2 separate regions of the Aedes albopictus genome follow, and region 2 is linked to region 1. Evidence: chromatin contacts called from public Hi-C data. All regions are on one chromosome and are shown on one strand. The core of a region is the stretch at or near the end of the contact, and the rest is flanking DNA. Distances in the headings are between cores, read along the strand shown. Region 1 holds the start of LOC109423501 (peroxisomal membrane protein 11C). Region 2 holds the start of LOC109423498 (endoplasmic reticulum metallopeptidase 1).

The links. A called contact is a pair of places that touch in the nucleus more often than the background predicts.
Region 2: a contact with region 1 is called in a Hi-C map of embryo, with 9 times the contacts expected there. The contact joins the promoter of LOC109423498 here to the promoter of LOC109423501 in region 1. A contact is called at or near these places in 2 of 3 Hi-C or Micro-C datasets (embryo and whole body).

The regions. Positions count from the first base shown.
Region 1 is chr1:199,361,886-199,367,402 of AalbF5, forward strand. LOC109423501 (peroxisomal membrane protein 11C) reads right to left here and starts at 2,991. Exons shown (of 5, transcript XM_029866928.2): 1 at 2,511-2,991; 2 at 2,114-2,296; 3 at 1,870-2,051. The coding sequence starts at 2,570.
Region 2 is chr1:199,528,309-199,533,825 of AalbF5, forward strand. LOC109423498 (endoplasmic reticulum metallopeptidase 1) reads left to right here and starts at 3,448. Exons shown (of 8, transcript XM_019698466.3): 1 at 3,448-3,798; 2 at 3,870-3,924; 3 at 4,746-5,350. The coding sequence starts at 3,790.

The sequences.
Region 1 (5,517 bases), core at 1,741-4,240:
ATAGGCCCTTTTTAAATGTTCGTCCAGACTAGAGTTCACTCACTACCAAACTGAGGTGATGGTTGTGAACAACCGGAAGCAGCAAGCGGTGATCAGTGTAGGCGATTTCACTATCACTTCAAAGCGCTCCGTCAAACACTTGGGGGTGATGATCGACGATAAGCTCACCTTTGGTAGCCACGTTGATTACGCCTGTAAAAGAGCCTCCACAGCTAAAAGTGTCCCGGATAATGTCCAATAGCTTTGCGGTGTACGCTAGTAAGCGCAAGCTTCTGGCTAGTGTCGCTATGTCCACACTAAGATAGGGCGTCCCGGTGTAGGGCACGGCGCAAAGTACCGAAAGCTACCGTGAAGTACTAATACGCCGATGTGCCTGAGGGTTGCGAGCGCGTACCGTACCGTGTCATACGACACGCTCTGCGTCATCAGTGGTATGGTGCCTATCGGCATCTTTATCGGGGAGGACATAGAGTGCTTTGAAATGCGCGACACAGCAAGCATACGCAGGACTACCAGGATGGCCTCCATGCTCAAATGGCAGCAAGTGTGGGACAGTTCCATAAGGAAGTAACATTCCACCTGCCTCAGTTCCTTTCGACAGTATCTACATCGTTTCGGTCATGCGGGTTCTCTCGAATGTCCGGTTTGTGCTGGTTTAGAGGAAACGGCGGAATATGTTTTGCTCGAGTGCCCGCGTTTTTGCAAAATGCGTGACCGCATGCTTGCCATACGGTGGGGACTTGACCCCGAGGAATCTTGAGCAGACGAGTTTAGCTGGAATGTCACTTCATTGGTTATCGCCCGAATCGTCTTGGAGCTATAAAGCAGGTAGCGTGTGCACTCGAAGGGTGGTTAGTTCAGAAGCTAATAAAGAGGTGGTCCAATTGTTCGGAGTCAGCTACGTAGGTCATACCGGCGCCCTGCGGTCGAACCCGACCCTTCTATCGCAAAAAAAGTGACCGCGCGGGAACATCCAGATACCGTTGCTTTCATGGCTTCGGTGTACAAGATTTCAAGTACGCTTTAGATGTGATTATCAATTAGCATGTCTGAGCATCACCGGATATTACGGCATCGATACGGGTACAACACTCTCAAATACCCTCTATTTTAGTGTATCGTGTTCCTTATCATTGATCACATATTTCGCGTTTGTAAGGATATCAGCTTAAAACTATTCCATTCGTAAGCCTTTTATTGAACTCTTATCGTTTCTGTTTAGATAACATGTGGTCACGTGAATAAAGCAACAATTTAACGTAACGAAACAAAATCCGTTACACCCACAATTTTTAGAGAGTACTTTGCTCCATGCGTAGAATAGCACATGTAAAGAATTGACGTAGAATCTTCGATAAAATTGTTCATCAATACTCTTAAATTTGACATCCGTTGACCGCTTCTAAAACATGGACTGCGATGAATAATAAATATTAAAACGAAATCATAAGTCCTGTTCAATGAAGTATGTTGAACATTGATGAACTTGCTGCATTCTGCTCTTACCCATTTTTTGAGGAATGGGTAAGAACAGTATGCATCAACTGCCTCAACTTCGACCATGTTCAACCTACTTCATTGAACAGGCAGGACTATAGTGTCAGGTGCACACTACATTGTTTGTTTGACGTTGGATAAAGAAAAAAAAATGATATATCCCACTCCCTACAACACAGCGGGATTCAATTATCGAAGTTGTTTGCCGCGCGTCCAAGCTGAGGTAATCTTTGTGCGAGATAAGAGCAAATCAATGTGATTCGGCGAATTTTATCGCTTAGATTAAGATACACACAGTTGCCAAAATTAAGCTGTCTTGGCCAAAAAAAGAATAAACGAGTAGATAAAAGTTCATAAAAATGTCCAACTTACTTCATAAGGTTCAAATAGATCGACGCCACCCAAAAGATAGAGTTCACGGTGTCCCATTTGGTGGGATTTTCCACGTTGAGCAGTTTGTATTCTATCATCCAGCAAATTTTATCCACAGGATAGTACACGTGGTCAATGAGGTTGGTAATGAAGCCAATAAGGCCCATTATTCTGTCTGGTTCCTATTTGAAACATTCATTCTAGTAAGCAGCATCAGTATGTAAAAAAAAGTTACTCATAATACCTTGCTCCCCATTCCGTAACTGAGTGAATAACTAAGCATTGGTAGGTCGTCAAATAACCGCAGCGTGGCCCTTGTTTGTGACATTTTGGAACTGAAGATGGCCAATTTTTTGGCAAAATCTGGATCTTTGTTCGCATACATCCCAGACGCCAGCTTTGTGGTGTAGCATAGTGTTCTAACAATCTAAAAAAAAGGCAAGGGTGAATAAGCGGAATTAGCTGACTAGAAGCTGACTTTTTTGTAGCGCCAATGCGGAAACGAAAAACCGGTCTCCTCGCGTCAGCCCAACATACGCAACCATTTGAACTTGATCTCTTTGCATTGTTTTGGCTACCTGGGCTAGTTATAACACAAAAAAGTGAAAGTAGTTTCCTGTGCTACGTGGAACTCTTCTTACCTTATCCCGGCCAGTGTAGGTGTCCAGCATATCACAAACTTCGTTTAGTGCTTTGCTCATTTTGATTGATTATTTGTGCTATTGCAGTTTTATGTTTGAATATCTCAGGCAAATATTAAATGCAATAAAAATTCACTGTGGCTAAGTTACGCGGTTCTCTCAGACGTGTAAATACACTGCAATGATATGCCTGTTTATAGTAGATGCATCGGTATCAACAACTTTTCTCTATTGTAAATTAATAATATCTTCTACAAGATACCGCCACGAAACGGGAACGATAACCAGCACAGACTACCAACAAGAATCGACTGACCCGATACTGCGTGGTACAGGATCACGATGAGGCGAGGTTTGTTTATCACCTTACCCTCAACACCTCGTCCCTGCACTTGCATTTCAATGGAATGCCTGTCAGATACGGCGATATCTTACGCTTTAGGCTAGGGTAGGATCTTATGTCGGTAGAAATTTAAAATAACATATCCAAACATATAACATTCATAATTGAAACATAATTGCCCTATAACAGTTCGACACAATTGTAAATTAATATATTCTTTCAAAAATATCATGGATTTCGCTATCTACTATTCATATAATTTTATTGCTCTAGGTAGCACGCAATGCTGCAGCTACCCAAAAGCCCAAAGTTCAGCATGAAGTGTAAGTATTGGTATGCTCACGACATTTAAAAAGTCTACCGCACCTACTACATGTACCGTTCCACACGTGGAATCTTGCCTTCGATTCATCAAACGGTTGTTCGTGTGAGTACAACAACCTGTGCCTGTTTTGTTGACATATATGAATGAAAGAAAGAAGGCAGAAAATGAATGAATCGCGATTACGCCGTCTGCCTCATCGTCCATTGATCTAGAAAAGGAACGCCATCTGGTTGAGAAAATGTCTGAGATTTTCAAACATGGCGTTAACTTACATTAATATCAATACAACAACAAAAAAAAAACAGTACAGAACCTGGTAGAGGCTAGCGCCTTCGCTGACTGTTTGGGGTTGAAGAGAACCTCAAAGCTGTAACTTTGAGCAAGGACCGTGTACTCACAGCAAAGTTAAGACCCCCGTCTTAACTTTGCTGTGCCTCAGGGTTGGCCAGTCGCTCGTGACACTCCGCGGAAGAAAATAGGTTCAATAGAGAAAACTCCCTGTATTGTCGGTCTCGTGCCCACTTTTGTTATCCTTCTGCTGACGTCCTACCTTCACCACACAAAAAAAAATCCGTTCCGATATATGTACGTGCACTCCCAGTCACGACAACGGGAACAAACGGAAACTATGCATAGCACCCATAATAACAATAAAGCCTTCATACACGCTTTGCCAAGTGTGCAAACTTTTCCGCACGCATCAACCAACAGCAAAGCATACGCTTGACATTTCCGATGTTTTGTCAATGTTGAGACCACTGTTGGCCTGTTGGATTATGCGTGCGGAAAAGTTTGCACACTTGGCAAAGCGTGTACTGAAGGCTTAAGAAATGTACTCCGTGAACTAGATTTCCCGTTCTCTAGAACCAATAAGATATAGATTAGTGACGTCACTAATTGAGTTGCATAAGATCAGCGGTAGAACAAAAGAGACAACTAGTGGTTCGTAATGTTTATCTGCGCCACCTGTATCTGTACCTCATTGCTCTAGAACGCCCATATTGACAGCTGGAACTAGTTCCAGTTCACAGTGCATATAGTTTATTTCATTGCTAACTGGACTGCGACAGAGTGCGGAATATTAAATAAAAGTGCGATATTGCATCAAATCGTTCCGGTGTCTTCACCGCACTTATTCATCATGAGCTAATGAATAAGTGCGGTGAAGACACCGAAACGATCTGACACCGAATCGCACTTTTATTTGAAATTCTGCACTTCCCCGTCGCACTTTTAACTGCGCAATGCGCAATATTTGCTTGTTCTCATATTTGCGTTTGTTTGTTCGCGTTTATCAGAACGGTTTTTTTTTCACTTGCCTTTTTCCCCATTTTAGTTTTTTTTTTTCCTGATAATAAACTCTCACCCACTATGTCCGATTTCGTCGGACACCAGAGACGACAATGCCTTGACGCCAGTCCCAGTGTAAACAAAAAAAAGCCGAGCTGAATTTTTCTCCCAAAATCCGTCATGTTCAATCTGCTGCAACTTTGGCAATTATCAATATTTTTGTCTGAAAATTTTACCACTTCATCATCAATACATTGATCATGTATGGACAAAATTTCAAATTGATATAAATTATATATTTTGAGTTGAGAGGTATAATTTAGCGCCACAAAGAATGATATAGTAAGACATGTAACGTCACATGTTTGCTTATGATAATGTTTTTACAGTTGCCAAAATTTGTAAATTATACAAACTACTTGTATATTCACTAACATATGTATATTTGTAATGCATTACGTGTAACGCGTAACGCACTATGTGTTACGTGTAGAATGTCATAGATAACTAGCAGCCCACACAAAAATTTATAAAAATATGTCATACAAGATGGATTGTTTGTTAAAACTTAGATCTAAACATTAATGGCACGAATTGACCTCGGCTTTTTTTCTGCACCGGTGATTCAGCATGGTCAATATGGAGTGAAAACTGTAGGCACCCATATTGGTACTTCAACTTTGACGATTTCTGTGGCCCAAACCGATGAATGAAAACATTTCAAATTTTGACCACAACATTTCCTATATTTACAGACGCTGCAGTCAAATTTTCATGAAGCTACTTAAATTTTTCACTGAAATACGGATTTTTGAAAAAATATATGTCCAAAAATGGATTTTTTCATATAAATTTTTATAACTCAAAATATATAATCTATATCAATTTGAAATTTTGTCCATACATGATCAATATATCTAGATTGAGTTTGAATAAGGGCGAAAGTAACATGAGAGAGTTCTCTTCATCGACTCTCTCTTCTGCAAATTAAAGTGACAAAATGCAAATTCAATCGAACTTTTTTACACTTAAACGCTAGATTGCATCGC
Region 2 (5,517 bases), core at 2,198-4,697, 170 kb after region 1:
GCTGGAACCCGACCATCTCTACTTTGGACATAGCGTGAGACATTATAAAATAATTTTTGAATTTCATGAAGCTATTTTTTTAAGTTTAAGGACAAACGTCTTGAAATCCCGCTTCAACTGTGCATCAGAACCTCAGACGCACAAATCTCAAGAAGCAAGCTGCAAACAACAGTGCTTTTGATTATTCTGTTCTTGCTCACTGTGAGTCAGCTGTGAATCAAGACACATTTTCCACTTTTCCATGCGCACCGGCAACGACATTCAACAGCATCTGAGTCTACGCCTGCATGTATACACATACCCACCTGCAGCAAAATTTGGGAAAATTGGAGGTTCGTTTCCGTTTTTGAGTGTTTCTCAATGATACGGGCATACATACATTTATTTGTTCAACATCATTAAGACAAGACATAATCAACTATAGTAAGCCACAATACTCGGTTTGTGGCTGCCGCACTCCATCCTCGGTCGCGCTCAATGCTCGCCAGGTCACGCTCCACCTGGTCCGCCCACCGTATCCTTCCGGCTTTGTCCAACTTCTGGATGCTGGGTTCGCCGTAAAGTGCAGCGAGCTCGTGGTTCATCCTTCTCCGCCACACACCGTTTTCTTGCATACCGCCGCAGATCGTCCTTAGCACGCGTCGCTCGAAAACTCCGAGTGCTTGCAGGTCCTCCTCGAGCGTGGTCCATGTCTCGTGCCCGTAGAGGATTACCGTAGAGATTACTAATCCTCCAGAAATCTAAATTTTTTGTTAAATTCTGCAAATCTTTAAGCATTTTTTTTATTTAATAATGAGAAAGAATGACATTGATTGAAGGCTTTTTGACGAGTTATATTTGAAATTTTGAAGTGAAGGTTTAAAAATTATTAAAATTCTTTGTAAAAAGTTGTTGGTGCGCCGTGACAACTTTGAAAATGTCAAAAAGCGCCGCGGTAGCAAAAAGTTTGGGAACCTTTTGCCTTAACCATTAGGCTAACTGGAGATCTTAGACTGGAGATTTAGAGCATAACTGGACAGCTAATGACCAAGCTAACAACTTTGTCAAATACATCATCCAACTAAGTTTACTCATTATTGAAATACACAATACACGGCTCCGTGGTCGTGTGGCTAGGGTCACCAAGCTCTTAGTCGCATCGTGCTGAGGAGCGCGGGTTCGATTCCCGCCGCAGCTGTCAGGAAAAGTTTTCGGCTGTGCCACTGGACGTTGCATGCTAGTCCGTTGTCTAGTGTCGTGTTTCCTTCAAAGAGCAAAAAGCTCACTGGAAGCATTCAACGTGTCCGTGCCTTTCCTAAAAAAAGAAAAAAAATTATGCTTTGCTTTTGTGTAGTCTGTAAGCTCACTAGCGCCGCCTAGCGATTGATTTGCTAATTACTTAGATTTTAGACCATCAATGAATAGCTCTTGAACAAGCCAGCAACTTTGCCGAAGATACCAAATTTGTCCGAAGTGATATCGTAAGAATATTTACGATCCAAATTATACCATTTTCATGAAACCAAGCTTGCTATTTAGTGAAAAAATTCGCAAAATGATGCGACTCGCTTTCGACAACGAATACGTTTTCACCCTTCCTCGCTTTACCCAACCAACCTCCGATACGAATAGCACACGAACAGACTCGACGCTGATGAGCATTGTTGGCTACTCCTTTTCGCCGTTGCGTTCCAGCCAAGCCTGACTTTTCATCGCTTTCGATGCTTTTCGATAATATAAGTTGTGCACCGATGCAAAACCTCCATTGGCATTCCGTATATGTACGAGTTTCACTAAATTTGTTACTTTTTTAAACCCTAAGGCCTCGAGCACACGGAGTCAAATTTTTGACAAGGAATTAACTCAAGAGTAAACATTTGTTTGACTTTAAAGAAGATTCGTTTGAGCATTGGTTTGTTTTTGGTTGAATATTTGACCCAGTGTACTGCCGGCTTAACACAGCAAGTAGGTAATGAACGGATATTCAGCATCGCCTTGCTTAGGGTGACGGGTTCGATTTCCAGTAGGTCCATGAAATTCTTGTAATGGACGACATTACAGTTGAGGTCGATGTACGTATCTGTCATGGGACGCATAGTTGAAATTAAAAGGAACAGTATTCACTTGATTTTCATCTAGTTACAGGTTTATCATCATATAAAATTATTAGTTGAGGAATCTCTGAGAGTATAACTAAGGTTATGCTCACAGAACACTTTGCTGAGAAGCAAACTATGTCCCAGTGAGGTCATTACGCCAAGATAAAGAGAAAGAGGATAACATTACAAAAAAACATTTAGGGCAACCTGGGGTAATACGCACCCCCGGGGCAAAACGCTCTCACGCTATTTAATTATATAAATGAAGCTCGGCAAACTAGAAGTAAAATTGAGTCGGACAAGCTCAAGAATGACAAGAATATTCGAAAGAAAAGCGTTGAAACCGATGATTTTCCATATTAGGAAAGATTGTCTAATTTGAAGCGCACGCAATTTAAGTGGTTGCGCGCTGATTATATGGAATCAATCTATCAATCAATCAAGTACCATCTGCCTTCTGCACCTTCCATTTGCTGCCGTGAATAGTAAGATGGAGCCGCATGGTATTTCATTAGAATTCAAAGCGGAAAATGCCAGAGGTCGTATTGCCCCACCTCAAGGTGCGTTTTGCCTCCAACAGTTTTTCAGCACCCAAAACGTAACACTTTTTCTAATTGTAAATGTAATTCGGTAAAATGGATATCACGCGAACCAAAAGTTAGCGCTTTTTAGTCAATCAACTAAACTAACTTTCAAATCGCAAGACATCTATAACATTATCTTAATCTTAGTTATTATTCCACGTTTGCTTAGGGGGTGCATATTACCCCACCTTTCCCTACATACGTTTTGAAAACCAAATTCCAGATTTCTAGGAATATAAAAAACGCAGTAGGCAGAACAAGTTGCTTGGACACGTAATTCAAATTATGAAAAACTAAATATCTATGAAATATAACAAAATTGTTATTTTTGCAACCAATTGCGAATTCCAGGTGTACAGCACTACTCGTAGCATTGTACTGATGTGTACAAAATCGGTTAAATTATTACTTCTATTGTGATACTAAAACCGCAAGTACGATATAAAATTTATAATACCGAGTCATGATACACGTTTTTCAGTTCGTGTTATTTCACATCGCTTCTTAACTTTGGCGCCCGTTTCATGATTTTCATCTGCATACTCACCAGTCTAAATGACATGGACTGGATCTATGCTTATCGTTCTCCATTTATTAGTATGTGTTATGTTAGCATAGCGACTATGCTAACTGCATCATACTTGTACCACGCAGCCGGCTTCGCCGCTCGGTTTATGTCTTTAGCAAACATCAACATCTGTTTTTTGTTTTGATTTCCCGTTCATAGGCCGCTTGACCATGTGTGCGTGGTAGAGATATATCACACTGCAGCATGTGTGCGTATCTTACACGTCAAAATTTTCATTCTGTCGCATAGTGACATGGTGTGCTGACAGACATTCGAAGAAAAAATCCATTTTTCGTGAAAAATTGTGTAGTTTTATGACAAAGTTTCAAAAAACTTATATTTAAATGAAATTTGGTTACAGTTTAGGTGTCGTTAATGTTTGAATGTAGCAGGAAATGGATAGCTTAGAAAGAGAGTGAATACAAGAAGGATTGACAAATTAGAAAAAAAAATCTTAATAATTAGTGCTCTAATGATCATTTACCAAATGTATAATTTTGTTTAATAACATTCCTACTGATTTTATTGTAACATTAAAAAACGTCATTTACAAATCAAAATGTTCCAGGTATGGGCCACCATGGACTAGATTACATAAACACTTTTTATCGACATTCAATTATGTTCTTGTTTTGTCAGCCTACGAACGCCAACCGGAAAGGAGTGAAGGGGAAAGTGCTCGATCCAGATATAGGTAAGACAACCGGGCTACCGTCAAGCAGGACTTTTTCTGACTTATGGATTGCTCTATGCTTAATTTTTATTGTTATTCCAATGTTTTTTTTTTCATAAAAAAAAACATTGGAATCTATAGTTTTCCATTCTTAAAACAAATACTAGGATCATTTCAGTAATAGATTACAATCGAGCGACTAGATAAGTTTGGATTTTTGGATAACCAATAATGTTTGATGTAGGTATGTGTCACCTTCCCAATTTTGGGGTAACTTTGATTTTACCTTGAAAAACAGTTTAAAGTTTAAGACAGTGAAGTTTAAATGTCCTTCTTACAAACATGATTGAAAAACGTGTGTAGAGTGAATAAATATAACATTTTGAAGGAAACACGCAGATTAAAAAATAGCATAAAAGTAATTTTGATTAAAAAGTTTACCAAGCTTATTTAGTATTGAATCATGTTTGAAATCATCGAATTGTGTAAAATCGAGTTCGGTCATTTATTTATAGTAAACATTGCAATGAGTTCTCGTCAATTCAAACACATTGGAATATCTGAATATGTTTTATTACAAGATCAGGGCCGAGGACGTAGGTAAGTTGTAAATGTGCTATTCAACAATCGGCCTTAGTTAATATAAATTGCTGTTCAATTTCTATCGTCGCTTGCTGGCGAATCTATCCCAACGTGTACAATTATTACTTGTCTTGTTCCCTCATTCCTTTACCGAAAAAGGCCAATCAAACCTGATATAATACGAAATAAGCCAAAAGTAGCTCTGCTTGACGGTATGTGAACGTTTTGAATAACTAAACTAATGTCGATGTTATTTTTAGATTATTCTAAAGTGAAAAGCGTCCACAGCATTTCGTCCTGGTGGGGCATCGGTGGCATTTTCCTCATCCTTTTCATTGGCAATTTGACTAGCTACACCAACTCTCACCTACCGGACGCACTGAGGAACGCACACCTAGCGAAATATCCAAACGCATTCATTGCCGAGCGAGCATACAAAGATTTGAAAATTTTGAACGATTTTGGCCCGAAACCAACTGGCAGCTATGCGAACGAGGTGCTGGCCGTTGATTTTCTCCTGCGAGAGATTTCCTACATCGATCAGCTGAAGAACAAAAACCAAGAGATCGTTGTCGACAAGCAAATCGTTTCCGGTGGATATGTCGGCGTCTACATGAACAAGTCAGCAACGAGCGTCTATCGGAACGTTCAGAACGTGATTGCCAAGCTGGTGGGAAAACACAAGGAGCAGGCACTGCTGTTGAATTGCCATTTTGATTCGGTGGCAACCAGCCCTGGTGCCAGCGATGATCTATCGGGTTGTGCTGTAATGTTGGAGATATTGCGAGTAATGTCAAGACAGTCCGATATCAATCAGTACTCGATTATTTTCTTGTTCAATGGAGCCGAAGAAACGCCACTGCAGGTAGGAAATTCAATGATAATAACTAGTTCTAGTATTATTCCTCTGTTTGTTTTTTTTTTATTATTTTGAGTCAAGTCGATCCGCCTAATTTTAAATTAAGGGCTACCTGAACCACACTTGATTATCACAATTCATGTATCATGTTGGGCTAAGCATTTGAGCACATG